2 separate regions of the Capsicum annuum genome follow, and region 1 is linked to region 2. A link is a contact called in public Hi-C data. All regions are on one chromosome and are shown on one strand. The core of a region is the stretch at or near the end of the contact, and the rest is flanking DNA. Distances in the headings are between cores, read along the strand shown.

Region 1 (3,337 bases), core at 351-2,850, 950 kb after region 2:
GAAATAGAAGTATAGCAATATAGATTTCATGAATTCATTTTCTTATGTTGAAGATGTATTTGATAAGATTGAAATCGTTCGAAAGAGCGACGAAAGAGAAAGGCTTCGATTTGATTTTTTGAACTTCATTAAAGACAAGTTAAAATTTTATTTGACATTTTTTTCAAAATGTTTATATGCTAATTAATTTTAAAAGGAAGTAGTGGAGATATAGAGTCTCATATAGGTGAAATGACGAGCATAAAAAATAAATATTTAAAATCATTAAAAGGAAATTCTATGATCAAAATTACATTGTAGTACTACAACATATTAAAATGCATTCATAGGAGTATAAATTTTAAGGAAAATGTAAGTTGAGAATCTTTATGCCCTAATATACTTTGGAGCCTAGTCAGTCATCTTTTTACCAAACGGTATTGTTTAATTTAACTGAACAAATTGACTCTCGTACCGATGGTCTAAAAGCACACATAGCAGGATATCGGAACAAAGCAAACTTCTTTGACTGCTGTCTCTGTCTCTTTTGGGTCTTTGTGTTCACTGTAAATTTTACTAAGTTCCCTTTTTATTGGTTGCTACTCTTTTCTAATTTACTTCACACATTTTCTCTTTTGATAGTTTGTTAAAACATAGATCATATACAACAACAATTGTAGTTTCACGCGGGATGTGAAAAAGCTATACAAACAAACACAGATCATATACAACAACAATTGTAGTTTCACGCGGGATGTGAAAAAGATATACAAATATATATGCACATTTTATTTCTATTTTAGAGATGGGTGTTATTTTTGATAGATCATCGACTCAAACAGATAGTCTAAAACAATCTCGAAAAAGAAAGTAACAAAAGTATAAAAACAACCGACACTAACAAAAATAACAACTAATAGCAGAATGGAAACTGCAAGAAAATAATATGATAATCGCGGTAAAAGAAACAATAAATAGTAACAAAAATCCAAAGATAAACTACATGGGGAATTCTATGACTACTGATATGGAGAGATAGCAAGAGAAACACTGCCTATCTTTTTATCCTAATTTATGTTTTTCTCACCCTTTTATTTAAGATCATGTCTTTGATAAACTGAAACTAAACTATGTCATATCTAATCACCTTCTCCCACTACTTTTAGTACATCTCTACCTCTTCTAAAATAATTCATGACCAACATTTCACACCTCTATACTGGACATATTAATAAATATTTAAAACAACTATCGTATAAATATAGTAATTTTACCCTTTAATAAAATTTCATGATCGCATAATTATTATAATATCATATTTAAGATTACAATTTTGTAATCATTCAAATAATATATTATGCTTAAAATTATAAATTTCAATAATTACAAAATTATTTAAATTATTAATAATGTTCTTAAGCTCTACAGCAATTCAAGTTATAAACCCTCTGTCCCTACCACATTTGTTAGTAAATTTTTTTACTTTTTCAGTGAAGTTTTAAAATTAGCTAAGTTAATTAAATGATTTTGAAATGGAGGGACTGATGGAGCATCAAGTTATCCCGAGTGTTTCCCTCCACTACCTCTACATTTTGGTACTACCATTCCAAGCACATATTCCAAAGAAAGCTAAAAGACAATTAGCCAAAGGACGACAAACTGTGAGACTTGTACCTGTCTACAAAACAGTACCTTGCTTTACACCCCCTCACAATCTTTTTTCCCTCGTACAGCTTTTTTTTAACACAAAAATCAAGTAAATGAACTCTCAAAATAACATCTAAATTGTAACATTATTACCAAACCCCATTTCCTTCATATCAACTCTCCAGAACATAATGTTTAAGCTTTGGTGTTTTTCCCATCTTTTCTTTCTTTATTTTGCTTTAAATGGTAAGTGAATCTTGTTCTTTTACATTTTCTATTTGTTTGTTTCTTTATGTACTTTTCTGATTTTTAAATTTCCATAAAATTAATTTTGCAGCTGCAGTTGGTCATGAATCAGTAAAGCTCTCAAGTCTTGTGCCACTACAAAGTTTTCCAAGAACTGACATTGCTACTATAGCAGTTTCTTTGCCTATTGAACACCTTGATGGAGTGTCCACTAGTGTTCTTGAAGCTGAAAATTGGCTAAGAACCAATGTTTTAGCTCACTATCCAGCCACCAACATCACTACTATTCTTGCTGGTCACACACTTTTGTGCCAAAAAGATCAAGAAAATAGAATGAGCTTAATCTTGCCATCAGTCAAGAACATTTACTACTCTCTTACAAGGTGGGGTTTGCATACTGAAATCAAAGTGTCCACTTCTTTTTCTTCCTACTGCTTGGACCAAAATATGGCTGAACAATATGTTAAACCTCTACTTGAGTTCTTTCAACATGTCAATGCACCCTATGTAGTGAGCACAGCAAGAGATTTGGATGAAAAAATTGAAACTTTGATGAATAGCCATTTAGGATCTATGAAGAAGTTAGGAAATTTCAGCCTAAGCAAGATTTTCTTGATTAGTGAGAACCCAAAACTGATGAGACCCTTAAGCAGAAAGCTCTCAACTTTTGACTCAAAATACACTATTCCTACCAGGCCAACCCCATTGGCTCCAAATCCAAATCAGCTTTCTCCAGCATTTGCTGCTAACAGTCCACTTCCTCCATTAATTGGAAACATTTCACCTCCTTTTGCTCCTGAAATGGCACCTCCATTGTTCAACCCTATTAGTCCTTATGGACCCCATTTGCCACCTTGTATTCCATCTCATGGTGGTGTTGGGGGTCCAGTAGGTGCACCAGCAATAGGAGGTGGAGGACTGCATGGTAGTAATGGGCTATGGTGTGTAGCTAAGCCTAGTGTACCACCAGAGACATTGCAAGAGGCATTAGATTATGCATGTGGTGAGGGAGGTGCTGATTGTGAAGCTATTAGTCCAACTGGAAGCTGTTATTACCCTGACACTGTTGTGGCTCATGCTTCTTATGCTTTCAATAGTTACTGGCAGAAAACTAAAAGTACTGGTGGAACTTGTGGATTTGGAGGCACAGCTATGCTCATCAACTCTGATCCAAGTAAGCACTTCCTTCAATATGTTTGTTTGACTTTGATTTGCAGTCTTAAATTAAAGATTTGTAGAATGTATTAAAATGTCTTTTAATTTGTGATCTTAAATATGTAACGTGGAAATTGTAGAGTTGCGAAAATCCTTTTTGAAACGGACTTGAAGAAAATAAGACAAACAAATTAAAACTGAGTGAGTAAAGAATTATTTGGTTCACTTGCTAGTTATGGATTGTGTATTGTAAGGGGTTGTTTGGTACATAAGACAAGTAGGGATAGTCTGTAGGGCTATTTTTTCCAAC
Region 2 (3,328 bases), core at 128-2,627:
TTTCCTTTATTGAGTTTAACCGCTGAATACAACACATGCTGTGTACTAAACCAATTGTGATACGGCTGAATAAAAAACATTGCATTTGGCAATATCATTACCAAAACAGGAAAAATAACACAAATAAACAAACAACAAATATGCTCGATATAAACCAAAGTTGTTGATGTCAATTAATGTACCATATAACATCTAGAACTGTTTCCTCATCAAGCTCAGAAGAATCCACACACAAATTAGACAAAGAAAAGGTCATTTACAGTCGGAAAATAGACATCCGCTTCACAAAATTGAAAAACTGGAGCCAAAAAAGACTTTGAATCTCAAAATCTAGACATATAGTAAGGGATAACTCCCACCATTTGTAGTAGTTCGTTTGACTAATTAACGCCCCTAAACAAACGCAGGATGAAAATTATCTCGGGATTATTGTCCCTCGTTACAAACGACCACTTAGAGTATATGAGAACATAGTATTTGTTTGGTTGATTGACGATATAAATTTGTGATAAATTTATACTGTAAACCAAACATAGTATAAATCTAATTCAAACTTCATACTAACATATCCCATCTTATCCCATTCAACTTGCGATTATTTTATCCCACCAATTATGATTTATCCCTATCATTTTAGAACAAATGGTTCCCGGAACTAATTAATAACCCTTACCAAATGTTGGATAAAATAATCCTGCATTTATACCAAAATTATTATCACTTATCTCTCGTTCCAAACGACCCTTAAAGGATATGAGAACTAAGTCAGATGCTAGAGCAGAATTATGCAAAAAAAAAAATGAAGAACAAAATAGAGGTAACATAGAAGGAAGTAATAATTACCACTCCAGTGTCACTATAGGTAGAGATAGACAATTTCTGATCCGAGATATAGTCCTTCGTCAGCAGATCTATCAACAATTCAAACAACAGCAACATAAAATTTATCTTTCATTATTCAAAAAACAATCCTACCTCATCAACACCTAAAAGAAAAAAGGCAGTCTAATGCCCTAAAGCTCATGTTATGCGCGGGGTTACGGAAAGTGCTAAAGGGGTGTATTGTAAGCAGCTAAATGAGTTGGGGAAAATTACCTTTCGCTTTTTTGCCGATATCAGAGAAGAGTCCAGGTCCCATGCTCTTCTTCTCTCAGAACAAAGTGAAAACTCAATTCAATTCAATTCAATTCGATCTAATTGGTGTAGTGTTGTGGAAAGAAAGAGAAGGAGAGAGGAAAGAAATTGAAGGCTTAATTTATTGGATTTTCGTGGTGGACAAGACAAAAGGGATTAAGAACGTCGACCCGTTATACTCGCGAATGAGCGAACGTCAACTACTCATCCTCCGTGTCATTTTCTTTCCATTTGTTTTTTCTATTTTATTATTTTTAAAATAATTGAATTGTTGAAATATAACATACATTTTAAAAGAAAAAAATAAAGATATAAATCAATCTGTGGGCGATGTAATTTTATTAAATTAAAATTCATACGAAATTTGAATTATATTAAATTCAAAATATATTAGTCTCAAATAAATATTATGGACTAATATAATTGGATTAATTATTTAAGTCCAAATATGTATGAATTTAATTAAAATCCAATTTTTTTTGGGTTAGTTCATTTATTTGGGTTACAAATGATGAGTCCATCTTACTAAGCCTAAGATATTGTCATATTCTAAAGACCCAAATAAGCACCACGTGTCAAATGACGTGGCATGCTAAGTCAAGGGAAAGATCCAATAAGACCATGCCACATGTCAAAATGATGCAGCAGGCTCGTGAAATCAAAGACCATAAAAGGTGACACATCACTCAAATCTGATTGGTCAAAGGAAGTCCATCTTCATCATGACTCTCCCTTTTCCACAACTATACGTAGGAGTATCATAATTCAGAAAAAGGGTCCCACCCCCATACCTCTAACAAGTAACAAGAGAAAACTCGTGGATCAAACGCCGCAATTTCTCTAAAAGCTCAAACATCCAAATCAATTTAATCAAGATTCAAGATCAAGACCACAATATTCAAGAATAAACTCAAACGCCCTTGAATTCAAGTACAAGTCAAGATCGTCCATCAAATCAAGTTCAAATTCAAGATCAAAATTTAATTAGACCTTGAATTTATATTTGAAAAGGCGAATCAAAGGACTCATAGAGATTGTAACACTCGCATTGAAATCAATAAATTGATTGTTGCAATATTTTCTTGTCTCGAATTATTTATTTTTTGGCCTCGAGAATTTTATTGTCCAACAAATTCTGGCATGCCCAGTGGGACCAAATCTGCCTTTCATCTCTTCTCTCTGTAGACACGTGATTGTGATTTTGACCCTCCCGAATTTAATATATATATATTTTTTGATATTAAATATTTATATTTGATCCGATATTATTTTAACTCTTATTTCATTGTTAATAAGTTTTAGTTGAAAATAAATAAATAAAGTTACATTTTAAGATATTTTTATTTTTTATAAAATGAAATTTTTTCAAAAAATATTTTTCTTTTAATTTAGATTTTTATAAATAAGCCAGTGATTTTATTTTAAGTTAGTTATATTTTTTATTTTTTAAGTATTAAAATTAATTGGTTAATATTTTTTTTATTATTATTAGTATTATTTATTTTTATATAATTTATTTATTTATTAAAAAATGAGATCATTATCCTATATAAAAAAAAAAAAGAAAAAAAATTTAAAATTTAAATCCTAAACTACCTAAACTACTCTCCCCAAAATCCTTCTATTTAAAGACTCCCAACCCCAGAAAACCTACGTACATTTCACTAGCAGACACAGGGAGAAACACACACAAAAAAAAAACGTACATTCCTAAATTAGATAAAAAAAAATCAGAGAGAAGTTGAGTAAAAAAAAAAGAGAAAGTGAGTGAAACATTCAAAATCATCAGGAGAAAAATATCAAACAGAGAAAATAAGGAAAAATATCAAACAGAGAAAATAAGGAAAAGAAGATGATTTGAGTTCACGGTCTTGTTCGAGTTTCCGGTGAAGACATATGTTTCTATTTTTACATTCATTTAATTCATCATACAGGTTCCTATTTGATCTTGTATTATTTATTTTATAAGTTTTATTGTGAATCAAATCATAAATGAAGTTGTTTAAATAATTTCATGGATATTTCGTTATGTGTTATTGATTTGTTATGTAAGTATATTCATTACTATGTGTTGTGTGTTTGGGTTAGTACTTATATATTAATATTTCAATTCAGAATTTAACATGTTTTTTTATCAGTCCATGTTCTCGGATTTTCGATTGAGTGCTAATATAACAATATTCACGATACATAG

Evidence for each region. Hi-C and Micro-C count contacts between places; a contact is called where the count stands out from the background.
Region 1: a contact with region 2 is called in a Hi-C map of placenta, with 4 times the contacts expected there. The contact joins the promoter of LOC107868030 here to the promoter of LOC107868010 in region 2. A contact is called at or near these places in 2 of 5 Hi-C or Micro-C datasets (leaf and placenta).

What each region holds. Positions count from the first base shown.
Region 1 is chr4:39,465,801-39,469,137 of UCD10Xv1.1, forward strand. It overlaps LOC107868030 (glucan endo-1,3-beta-glucosidase 3), which reads left to right and starts at 1,601. Exons shown (of 3, transcript XM_016714585.2): 1 at 1,601-1,872; 2 at 1,964-3,046. The coding sequence starts at 1,818.
Region 2 is chr4:38,519,723-38,523,050 of UCD10Xv1.1, forward strand. It overlaps LOC107868010 (mitochondrial outer membrane protein porin 2), which reads right to left and starts at 1,378. Exons shown (of 6, transcript XM_016714547.2): 1 at 1,096-1,378; 2 at 844-911. The coding sequence starts at 1,138.